3 separate regions of the Rattus norvegicus genome follow, and regions 1 and 2 are each linked to region 3. Evidence: chromatin contacts called from public Hi-C data. All regions are on one chromosome and are shown on one strand. The core of a region is the stretch at or near the end of the contact, and the rest is flanking DNA. Distances in the headings are between cores, read along the strand shown. Region 1 holds the start of Seh1l (SEH1-like nucleoporin). Region 2 overlaps Gnal (G protein subunit alpha L). Region 3 holds the start of Prelid3a (PRELI domain containing 3A).

Region 1 (3,976 bases), core at 22-2,521, 330 kb after region 3:
AATTAATGTCTCTGGAAATGAATGGTTAGATCCAATGGTTAGAGGACTTGGGGGTCTACCTCTAAAATAGGAATATAATCTAAAAAAGGATTTTTTAAAGAATTTATGTCTCTTCGTGTGTGTATCCGTTGTGTGCAGGAGAGTGCAGATCCTCAAGGAATCCAGATGTTTCAGATTCTCTGGAGCTGGAACTAAAGGTGGTGATGCATTCAAGCCATGCCTTAAATCTTATTAATTTAAAGAAGAGTAAGGAAAACTCAAGACTGGTAAGATCATTTCACTATCGGTCTCTGCGGGTTTCTGTACAAATCCATCAGGAACAAGTGCGATTTTGAGATCCTTTAGAGTCTGCTTTTTAAAGCGATTCCTATTCTTTTTTTTTTTTAAACATTTATTTATTATGTATACATCAGCTTTCTGCCTGCATGTATGCCTGCAGGCCAGAAGAGGGCACCAGACCTGATTATAGATGGTTGTGAGCCACCATGTGGTTGCTGGGAATTGAACTTAGGACCTCTGGAAGAGCAGACAGTGCTCTTAACCTCTGAGCCATCTCTCCAGCCCGCGATTCCTATTCTTAAACATCTTTATTTTTAGGTGTATGCATGTTTCACCTATATGTGCACCGCGTGCATGGAGCCAAAGTCGGGAGTTTGATCCCATGGGCGTTAAACAACCTCTCACCTAAAACCCTCGTTGAAGGAATGTTCCACCACTTCCTGAATTTGACTGAATCTCCTGACTTGAGCACTTCCCTTCATAGGTTTCTCTTTGCTATTTTTATTTCACTTACTTCTCCATTAAAGACTGGCTCCATCAAAGTAAATATTGGGCATCATTTTGGGTCTTGCCATCACCCCGGGTGACTTTCTAGAACTTCTTTTTCCTCATTCTGGTTTTGCTGACCCTCGAATCTGTTGTACTTGTGCCATCTTTCAGCACTGACCGCTGCTTCAGGTCCTCCACTCCTCATCTCAATTTCTTCCTTCTGGAAGACTTTGTGCTCGACGAGCTTGACTCCCTAAGCGACAACTCTGGGCATCGCCATCATTCCTAAGAAGCTCTGGTTAAACAGATGAGCCTTCCATTCAAATCTGCAGCGGGACATCTCTACTCGCTATGTGTACCGATCACGTGTTTACGGAGGCACACACCCCCTAGGCTGACCCCGGAAGGCGCTTTCATTTTTCCATCCTCCTGCGTCTGCAGGCTCCGTCCGTGGCTGGAACAAGGTTTGGACACAGGCTCCGCCTGCGCAGGGCGTGTCCCTCGGGGCGTGGCGCGCCGGAGCGACGCGAGCAGGCGAGGGCCGACGTACCGTACGTGCCTCTGCCGCGGTCCGGGGGCTGCGGGCCGCACCGCCGCCCTCTCGGAGGCGGGCCCGGGCAGACGGCGGCGGCCATGTTTGTGGCGCGCAGCATCGCGGCGGACCACAAGGACCTCATCCACGATGTGTCTTTCGACTTCCACGGGCGCCGGATGGCCACCTGTTCCAGCGACCAGAGCGTCAAGGTGCGCGCGGCAAGCTCGACTACCCAGGGCCGGGCACAGAGGGGAGGGAGGCGGCACAGAAGGGACTAACTCTGACCGAGGCGTGCGAGACACAAAGCCGCGGACGCCGCCACGCCGGAAGCGGCGAGAGCCCTCCCCGTCGGCGGATTGTGGGGTCACGGCCGCCCGCGCTCGGGGCGTTTTCCTACCGCGCCTGCGCGGGGCGGCTCTCTGCCTCGGGGCACTGAGCGCACGCGCACGCTGGGTCTGCGGAGTGGGTCGCGGCTGTAGTCTAACGCGTTTGGCCTTCTCGTGGGGATGTGTGTCTCATTTCAGTGGGCCTCGCCTGTATTCCTTTGCCCAGGACGCATGGGATTCCTTGAAGGGATATTATTATTATTACATGCCAGTTACACACACACGTTTTCTAGACCTGGCAGTAGCCCTCCAGTCTCAGTTTCAGCCATGCTGGGGTTACGAGTATGAACTCCTTCACGACGCCAGAATAGCTGAACACCAGCTTTTAATTCTTGTTCGTGTTCAAGTGGCCTCTGAAGGTGGTTATCACAAGTGTCCGTTGAATATGCTCCGATGTACTTTTTTGGAAACAGAGTCTCAGTTCTGTAGCCCTGATGATCTGCCTGCCTCTGCCGAGAGTGATATGATTAAAGATGGGAGCCACCAGGAACGACTCCATTGCCCTAACCCCACAATTTTAAAGACTTATTCGTGTGAGTGTTGTGTCTGCGTGTGTGAATGTGCACTGCCCGGCGTCTCTGCAGGTCGATAGAGGGAGTTCAGATTGTGATCCTTCTTGTTGGGAGGACTGCGCCTGGTTCCTTGGTTGGCCAACGAGCACAGCTGATCTAGGTAGCAGACATCAAGTTATAGTCTTTGGGAATGGTATTTACTAAGATAAATATGGCAATCTTGGGAGAGGACGTAATTCTGCATTGCAAAACTTACGTGCATATACACTACCAAGACAAGCAGTGAAGGCTACCAAACTACCTTGAGCTTTCCCAGCTTGGCCTCAGGACTGCTCTGTTCACACTGTTGGAAGTAGGCAAGAAAAGAAGTCTCTCGAAGCCTTTTATTAGGTCTTTATCACACTAGGAGAGATGACCTACAGCTGACTTACTTAGCCTGAGCAGCCTGCTTAGAGAACCAGAGAAGCTGTCTTGAGCCCCTCACTAGGTCACTAGGTGGAAATAGTTGGTGGCTCATCCAAAGTTCCTCAAAGCTCTTAAGAGTAAAAAGTGCAGGCGGCCGGGCTGGAGCTGTGCCTTCAGGAGGGCAGTCAGGTGCAGTCTTGGAGGACTTGTGGAAGAGTTCCAGATAGTTGGTACTTGGATTAAGGGCAGTTAGGTTGTCCAGAGCACATTTTCTTATATTTCTCATTTTTCGACACTACGTCGCAGCCTAGGCTGTCTTGGAACTCTCTGTGTAGAACAGACTGTCCTGGAACTCACAGAGGTCTACCTGCCTTTGCCTCCCAAGTGCTGGGATTTACAAGTGTGGGTCACTACTCCTGGCTAGAGTACTTTGTGTTACTTATACACCTTTAAAAAAAAAAAATCTGGGGGTTGGGGATTTGGCTCAGTGGTAGAGCGCTTACCTTGGAAGCGCAAGGCCCTGGGTTCGGTCCCCAGCTCCGAAAAAAAGAACCAAAAAAAAAAAAAAAAAAATCTGTGCAAATGATAGACTTTCTCTTTAGAAAAAGTTCCTGGGCTGGAGAGGTGGCTCAGTGGTTAACAGTACTGACTGATCTTCTAGAAGTCCTGAGTTCAAATCCCAGCAACCACATGGTGGCTCACAACCATCTGTAATGAGATCTGATACCCTCTTCTGGTGTCTGAAGACAGCTCCAGTATACTTACATATAATAAATCTTAAAAAAAAAAAGAAAAAAAAGAGAAAAAGTTCCTGTGGGCTGGAGAGTGCCCCATGAGTAAGAATGAGTACTCCTCTCCAGAGGGACTAATATTCTGAGGCTCTCAACCATCTGTAACTGCAGCTCCAGTAGATCCAGTGCTGCCTTCTGGCTTCTTTGTGGTCTTTACTCAACATGTGCACGCAGGCGCGTGCGCGCACACACCCACACCCACACACACACATACATGTAAGTGGTTCTTTAAAAAAAGTAACTAGTAAGTTCCTTGCTGTCTGCACACTGATTGTATTTACCAGTCTTTTCTATTCTTTGATTTTTACTGTCTAAAATTTTAAAGAATTTCATCGAGCTGGATGTGGTAGCACATACCTTTAACCCCAGCTCGTAGGAGCCTGAGGTAGTTGGATTAGTTCCATGCCAGTGTGGTCTTATATAGTGAGTTCCAGGACAGTCAGCACTGTGTAGAGACCCTGTCTTAAAAGCAGAAGGCTAGGAGGTGGTGGTGTACGCCTTTAATCCTAACACTCAAGAGGCAGAGGCCAGCTTGGGTAACAGCAAGTTCCAGAAGAGCCAGGACCTCACAGTGAGAAA
Region 2 (3,643 bases), core at 507-3,006, 370 kb before region 3:
GTATGATGTGTGGTGTGTGTGTATGTGAATGAATGGTGTGTGTGCATGTGTGTGTATGTATGCATGTGTAGTGTGTGTGTGTATATGTGTTTGTGGTGTGTGTGTGTGTGTGTGTGTGTGTGTGTGTGTGTGTGTGTAAGGACCGTTTATTTAAAACAAAGGCGGCAGGTATTGGAGGAGGAATTAGGAGAATTAATTATAATACAAAAGTGAGTTAAAAACAAAAGCTCCTTCTCACACACACACAAACTGCTGACCTAGACTGAACCTTACAGAATAGCATTCTGAGTCAGCACTTAAGTGAGTGCTGTTAGTTTTTGTTACAAGAGACTAAAGCTACAAACTCCACAGATTTGAGTTGTGCATAGGCAACACCATTTAAGTTCCCCTCCCCCATCTTGGTCTGAGTGAGGACAGGCTGATGGGAGGGTCCCTGCCCCAAGCACGAGAAAGAAGGTGGATTCCAAAGACAATGGATGTAATTCTAATTACAAATACAATATGCTTTAAAAAGTGGGGTGGGGGTAAGGCAGGGTGACGGATGCGGTTTGGGCAGGAACAATTTCCCCAGAATAAGAGGCTGCAGTCATTAGAGGCACGTGGGTAAGGACAGTGCGTTAAGAACCAGAGGAATGAGGTTTGGATCCAGACTTCTCCACATTCTACTGGCATGACCTAAAGGAGCAGCCTTTATCGGAGCTCCAGTTTCCTGCTCTATGAAACGAAGAAAAACCTGCATCTCTCAGAGATCTCAAGTTTGGGTAGGAAGGGGGCTGTGCACGTCAAGGGAAACACAGTTTTCCCTATAAATGTTCTGCAGCTGTGAACCAAATCATCTTTAAAACCCAGATCTGAGATCTGCTCCAGAGAAGAAGATTTAGTACCAATCCTGAGGGCCTGGCCCATGACTTGCAAGGCTGTAAGCCTGAGGGCTGAACCTATACCTTTTTTTCTTTTCTAAAGTGACAAGTTGTCAAATGTATAGTTATACCTCAGTCTTGGTCAAAGAAACTTCTCTTTGCAGTAAGTAACAGTTACTAGAGAAACTCATGGCTGCTCAAGGAGTTAAGAGCAAGTGACTTTTGAGTGCTTAACCCTAAAAAGTGACAGCTGTGTCACCTCCTCAGGGAACATTGCAGCAGAGAGAGTGGGAAGAAAGGCCATGAAATGCTATCTTACAGACACGGCATGGCTGAGTGGCTCACAAACTCACGACAGCTGTGTCTGCCTGCATACAGCCTGCACTAGAGTGAACCCACAAACATGGTTCCTAGATGAGGAACAGTCTGTGGGTCATGCCTAAGGGCATGAATGGTCGTTGACCGCTGCTGGGGTAGAGGAAGTCTTTGCCTTTAGTGAAGTAGCCACTGGTGAGTTATTCACGCTCCTGTGGGTAGCTTCAAACCCATGCCCAAGTAAGGGGCTCTGGTTAATTCCAGTGGGTCACAAAGCAAGAACGAAGCACTGTGAGATGGGGATTCCGTGGAAAGAAGGGGACTGGTGGGGGTGGGAGAGGGACATTAAGGATAGGGGGTGTGACAAGAGTTTATAATAAGCATAAATTTCTCAAAGAACAAGTTGATTAATAATTAAGTTTTTAGCAGAAATAGCAAGAGGTGGAGTCGGGAAGGTGAGAGACTGCTGAAAAAGAGACCTGGAGGTCCCCCCCTCTGCCTTCCGCTCTGTAGTGTGTTCTAGAGAGATGCTCAGCATCTGGGCTCAAAGCAACCACCAGGTGGCAGTGTTGCACAGAGAAACAACCCTCCTGCGCTCCTCCAGCTAAGACTTCACATTCTACCAACTGTACCAAGGCCTTGGTGTGGTCCAGCCTTGTCAGGTGGCTGCCCATGCAGGTTCATGCTCTGTCTGAGGAGCTGAGAGGTGCTTAGCACCGTGGCAAATACCTGAGAAAATCAACTTAAGGGACGATGGGTTTATGTTGGCACATAAACAGGCTTCAGTCTGTGGTTGACTGGCTGTGTTTCTAAGCCTTAGATGAGGAGAGAGCACAGTGACACAAGGGCTGAGTGGAGCGGAGACCACCACCTCAGGAAAACCACAGCAAAGACACAGGGAGACAGGAAGGGGCAGGGGCAAGATACCCTCTGAGGACTTGCCCCCTTGTAATCCACTTCCTTCAGCTAGCCCCCACATCCTAAAGTTCCAGTTACCTACAGGAAAAAAAAAAGTGCCTTTAGCTAGGGACTGAGTCTTCAAACCCAGAAGTCTGTGGGACATTTTGTAATCAAACCATAACAGGTGTAAACTAGCTCTCCAGCTCTGTCACAAAAGGAATTTCTTCACATCTGAAGTGCTTCCTCTGAGGAAAGTGAGGAATGCCAAGCCAGGTGGCTGCACCCAGATGGACAAAGGCTGGAGCTAGGCAAGTGGCAGGTAGCTCACTGGGGGCTCCCTGTCCTCCCTGACCTCTTTCTTTTGTACATATCTTTCTAAAAAGGAAGAAGGGAAGGAGAGAAGGAGGGAGGAAAAGACAAGAGAGGAGAGGAGGGGGAGGGAGGGGAAGGGAGAAGCACAAGATGTGTATCCACATGGTTATACATGTTCCTAAACATTCTGGTCCACCCTACAAACACATCTGTCCTGGAAGAGGCTCTCAGTCCCCCCCCCCCAAGGATGGGGAGGAAGATCACCTCAGTATTCTCAAGTATTTGCTCAAGGGACAGACATCTTTCTAGAGGCTCTGTGGTCTCCTGGTACTCGTGATTTAGGAAAAAGAAACCATCTTTTTCATCCCTGCATGAATTGGTCAAATCACAGAGTATGAGTTAAGTCAATCCAATCACTCTGGGTCTGAGGCCCAGAGCTAGAGCTGGGAGGCCTGGCCAAAGCGAGCTCCTCTCAGAGAGCAATGAACTCTGGGAGCAGTTGGAACGGCTTGCATCCTGTGTGCAGAGACTCGGCAAGGTTATGATCCTGTTACATGTTCAATAGGTGGGGGTTGGGTTTCAAGGGGAACGGACCTGACTGAATGGGTGTTGCTGGAGTCCTCTCGTTCACTAGCAATCATCAGTGGTCTGACTGACTCCTGAGATACGAACAGGGAAGAGGAACTCATTCTGGGAGAAAGACCAGGCATTCAAAAAGAACCATTGCACTAAGGGAGGAAGTAGCGAGTAAGCACGACACAGCCAGTGAGGTGATTGGAATAGGAATGGCTCCCGTAGGCTCATATATTTGAATGCTTAGCCATCAGGGAGAGGTACTACTTAAAAAGGATTTGGAGACGTGGCCTTTTTGGAGTAGGTGTTGTTGTTATATGGCTTGGAGTAGGCGTCAAGGTTTCAAAAGCTCAAGCCAGGCCCAGTATCTGTTGTATTTATAAGAAGATAAAGAGAGGGGGGTATGTTCTATGGAGGTCTGAGGAAAGGGAGTGCCTCCGCAGGTTCATGCTAAGGCATTCCTTCCTGCTGTGAAACCAGCCACATGGTATATAGTATAGGACAGAGTTTATTCAAGGCATGGGGAGGGGAGTTAAAAGGGTAGTAGGGCAAAGAAAGGGAGGGAGAAGTAGAGAAATAGAAGCGTAGAGTAGAGGCCAGCCATGAGCACATGGACAGAATGGACAAAATGGGAAGAGGGTGAGAGCAAGAGAGCAAGAGCAAGAGGGAGGAAGAGAGTGAGG
Region 3 (3,869 bases), core at 1,245-3,744:
CTGAGATGTGACTGTGCACCACCACACCCAGCTTGGTTTTTATCTTAATTGTGATTATCTGAGAGCAGGTTTGCTGTGGTAGGCATGAGGTCAGAGGACAACTTTCAGGAGTTCGTTCTCTCCGTCCACTGTGAGACCAGAGGAGCAAATTCAAGGTTTACATAAAGTGCTTTTCTTTTCTTTTTTTCTTTCTTTACTTTAAAACCTTCCTAAGATTTATTTATTTTTTTATGTGAGTACACTGGAGCTGTCTTAAGATGCACCAGAAGAGGGCATCAGATTCCACTACAGATGGTTGTGAGCCACCATGTGGATGCTGGGATTTGAACTCAGGACTTCTGGAAGAGCAGTCAGTGCTCATAACCACTGAGCCACCTCTCCAGCCTTAGAAAGTGCTTTTAACCACTGAGCCAATGTTTGCTTTTGAGCCAGGGTCTCACACAGCTCAGGGCCAGGGCCGTCTCAGCTTAGACTCCCGATGATCTTCCAAGCCTCTGAATCTGAGGGATAACCGGCGTGAGCAGCCACCCCTGGCAGCAGAGGCCTTCGCTTCTTGAAATGCATGCACGCGTTTGCAGGGAGTTAAATAAAACCCTTTCAGTTTTAACCCACCAGGGCCAGTCTTTCTCAAAGATTTTGAAGCCATCCCTTTGAAATGGTGACATCAAAGATAGAGAGCTTCCTTTTCCCTAGGATCAGAGGATGACTTTGGAGACCACGAGATTTCAATTTGCAGGTATACCTCGTGTCCGAAAGAGGTGCTGAATTTCTGATATTTGTCTCCTATTCGGGGAATTAAGCCATGCGTATTGCTCATTCTAGGCAGTTGCTTCACCGCTAAGATATATTCCCAACCTCTTTTTACTCTCTTTTTTTTTTTTTTTTTTTTTTTTTTTGCATGTTTGTTGCCTCTGTTTGTCTTGACAAGATTTTGTGCTGTCCAGGCCGCAGACTCCATCTATAGCTGAAGATGTCCCAGGTGAGGTGTGCCCTGCTAAGCTCAGTTTACACCAGGCCACACCACGTCTGGCACATCTTACTTCGTATTTAACACTTGCTATGTAGTCCAACCTGGCCTCTCTCACTCCTAGTCTTTCTCTACCCTACTAAGTGCTGGGATTATAAACACGAGCCACCCTGCCAGCCTAATTTATGATCAATCTATTTTTCTGAAGTTCCCAGGGAAAAGAAAAGCCACACCTTGTTAAAGACTCCAAGGCGGACTGACTGAACTTAGTGCTTACGGAGAGTTAAAATGTTGCCGATTAGAGCCAAATTATCTAGAGCGATTTTTAGTCCTTTTTAAATTTTTCTTTTTCGTTTGTGTTTGTGTGTGATGTTTATGCTCCTATTTGCATGTGTGTGGGCACATGGTGCGTGTGTCGGCATGTATGTATATATGTATGCATGCATGTATGTAATCTCTTGCTAAACTGTAGCTTCTTAGTCTAGCTAGCCATCTTGTTTGCTAGATTCCATATCTACCTCCAGTGAACTGGGCTGCCATACCCACCCAGCAGCCTGGTTTTCAGTCCCTCTGAAGACAATTCATTGCATACCCGTGTATCTGACCAAATATCCTTGCCTATCAGAACCTTTACACTGACTTTTTTTTTTCTTTTTTTCGGAGCTGGGGACCGAACCCAGGGCCTTGCGCTTGCTAGGCAAGTGCTCTACCACTGAGCTAAATCCCCAACCCCTACACTGACTTTTTACCAATCCAAATGCTAAGAATGTTAACATCTGAGGCCTATAGCCCTACGGGCCTAGAGTTCCCTAGTTGCCCTGGTCCCTGCTGACTTGGTAAATGCCACGATTTGTGATTTTCTTTGTTCTGAAACTAATTCAGGCTCACATAAGTAACCACATCCGCTGTGGGTCATGCCTTTCAGGGAAACCTCAATCCTTGTTCCTGAATCATGATCACTCATATTTGGCTCAAAAATAAACTGGGTCTTACTCCCCTCGAGGCGAGAACTGTTTTGTGTCTCCAGGATAAATGTAATTAGTTCCTCTGGAGCAGTGCTCCAGTTACTAATAACTTTAGGACGAAGTCTCTTTTTGTCCCCAACCCTTTTGGGGCAGCCCCATAATATATTGTTCACGTAAAAAGCGTTCGCAGAACTGGCTACTTCTGTTTCTTAGCAGGAGAGCTCCGTCTTTGTAGCCTCTCTAGTAGGTTGCCTGTGACGGGCTTTGATAGGATTGGGGTGTTAAGCTTATTCAATACCCAGACTTTATTTTGAATTGGCAATTCTAGTTTGTCCACGACGTTCGCGTGTGGTTGGAAAGGGCAGGGCCGTGATTTGGACAGCGTCAAAGAACCCAGAGCTGCGGTTTGTGGCTGCGCACTCGCGAATGTCCCTGCGGCAGCGCCGCTCTGGGTACCACTCGCCTCCCACTTCCCTATTTTTAGCCGCCGCAGTCCGGACCACGTGACGGGGGAGGCGGTACAGCGGGCGCCCCGCCCCCACGGCGCCGCGCAGCATCCCGCAGAGCGCCGAACTCGCGCCCTGGGCCTGCGGCTGCGGCGATGAAGATCTGGAGCTCGGAGCACGTGTTCGGGTGAGCCATCCGAGGGCTGCGCTGGGAAATGCGCGGACGTGGCCATAGCCGTGCGGCCTCGGGGAGGGGCGGGGAGCCGGGACCCGCAGCGGCTCCGGGGCCGGGGTCCTGCCGGGGCGAGGAGCCGGGTGTCAGGTGCGTGGGGAGGCCTCCTCATCCTCAGCCGGTTTGTACCGACTGCGAGCTGCGCGGGGTCGTCGCGATCCATCCGGAGTAGGGCAGCGGCCTACGGCCAGCTCCCCTTGCAGCGGGTGTCACCCACGGTGCCCTAGGGGCTTAGGTTCCCCCGAGAAATCTAGACATGAGGAAGGCATTTGGGGCGTTTGGTCCTGAATACGTTGTGCACACGGACGCCTCTAAGCCCCCACCAGGGAGACTGCGAACTGCCTCGAGTGCTCCCCCGACCCTTGGGGCGCCTTCCACCGTGTCATGGAGTGTTTTGATATCTTTTCAAAGGATTTTTGAGACTTTCTGATCCCGATTAGAGAAGCTTTTCGTTCCGAGCGAGGGTGGACGTGAAGAGACTGCATGAAACAGAACTGTCGTCCATTGTCCTTTAAAGTGTAAAATTTCTAATAAAAATTGACCACCTGGCTTCAGAACTCCTGGCTTCTTTATTTTTATTTTTCGATGGTGCTGGGCCCCGACCCAGTGTTTCGAGCTTGCTAGAAAAGTGTTCCATCATTGAACTATAGCATCCGCCTTTAGAAAAAAATCCCTTTTAAATATGGAACCTTAGACAGGTGGTATGTAGATTTTTGGAAAAGTTGGCAGGCTTTCTGAAGGTTTCCCCAAGATTCAGACATGATTTGTACGGGCCAGAAGCAGAGACGGGTAGAAAGTCATCAAATGCTGAGATGCCAAGAGTATTGACTTGGGCCGGCTGAGAGTTACCCTAAGGGTCCTGAAATGTTGACTGCCACTGGAAAATCACTGTTGACAATTTTGACCATTTTTGCAGCGTCCGTTCTTTTTTTTTTTTAATCATTATTATTTACATTTTGTAATCTGTAATGTGTTACCACTCATTTTAATGTGTGTGTGTTTGGGGGAGATTATTTTTCTTTTTTTGAGATAGGGTTTCACTGTGTGGACTTAGACCAGGAGGGCCCCGAGCTCACATAGATCTGCTTGCCTCTGCCTCCCCAGTGCTGGGATTAAATACATGTGACACTAAGGTTGGCTCTTTTTAATAATTTTAAAATTACATTTAATTAATTAGTGTGTGTGTGTGTGTGTGTGTGTGTGTGTGTGTGTGTGTGTGTGTGCGCGCATGTGCATGCACTCAAGCGCAAGCTGCGGTC

What was found. A called contact is a pair of places that touch in the nucleus more often than the background predicts.
Region 1: a Hi-C map of hepatocytes shows a contact between it and region 3, with 2.8 times the contacts expected there. The contact joins the promoter of Seh1l here to the promoter of Prelid3a in region 3. A contact is called at or near these places in 12 of 12 Hi-C or Micro-C datasets (the A7r5 cell line, the Rat2 cell line, Schwann cells and 7 more).
Region 2: a contact with region 3 is called in a Hi-C map of psoas muscle, with 3 times the contacts expected there. The contact joins the enhancer-like site here to the promoter of Prelid3a in region 3. A contact is called at or near these places in 3 of 12 Hi-C or Micro-C datasets (the A7r5 cell line, Schwann cells and psoas muscle).

What each region holds. Positions count from the first base shown.
Region 1 is chr18:63,615,604-63,619,579 of GRCr8, forward strand. It overlaps Seh1l (SEH1-like nucleoporin), which reads left to right and starts at 1,272. Exons shown (of 9, transcript NM_001394994.1): 1 at 1,272-1,512. The coding sequence starts at 1,402.
Region 2 is chr18:62,917,740-62,921,382 of GRCr8, forward strand. All of the region lies in intron 1 of Gnal (G protein subunit alpha L), which reads left to right. The region is part of intron 3 of LOC120098241 (a long non-coding RNA gene); the gene reads right to left. Among named protein-coding and RNA genes, the nearest start is that of Gnal, 27 kb to the left of the region's middle. Within about 2 kb of position 1,757, at least 3 of the 93 cell types and tissues checked have an H3K27ac peak or open chromatin away from gene starts, as enhancers often do.
Region 3 is chr18:63,285,143-63,289,011 of GRCr8, forward strand. It overlaps Prelid3a (PRELI domain containing 3A), which reads left to right and starts at 2,495. Exons shown (of 7, transcript NM_001109570.1): 1 at 2,495-2,565. The coding sequence starts at 2,534.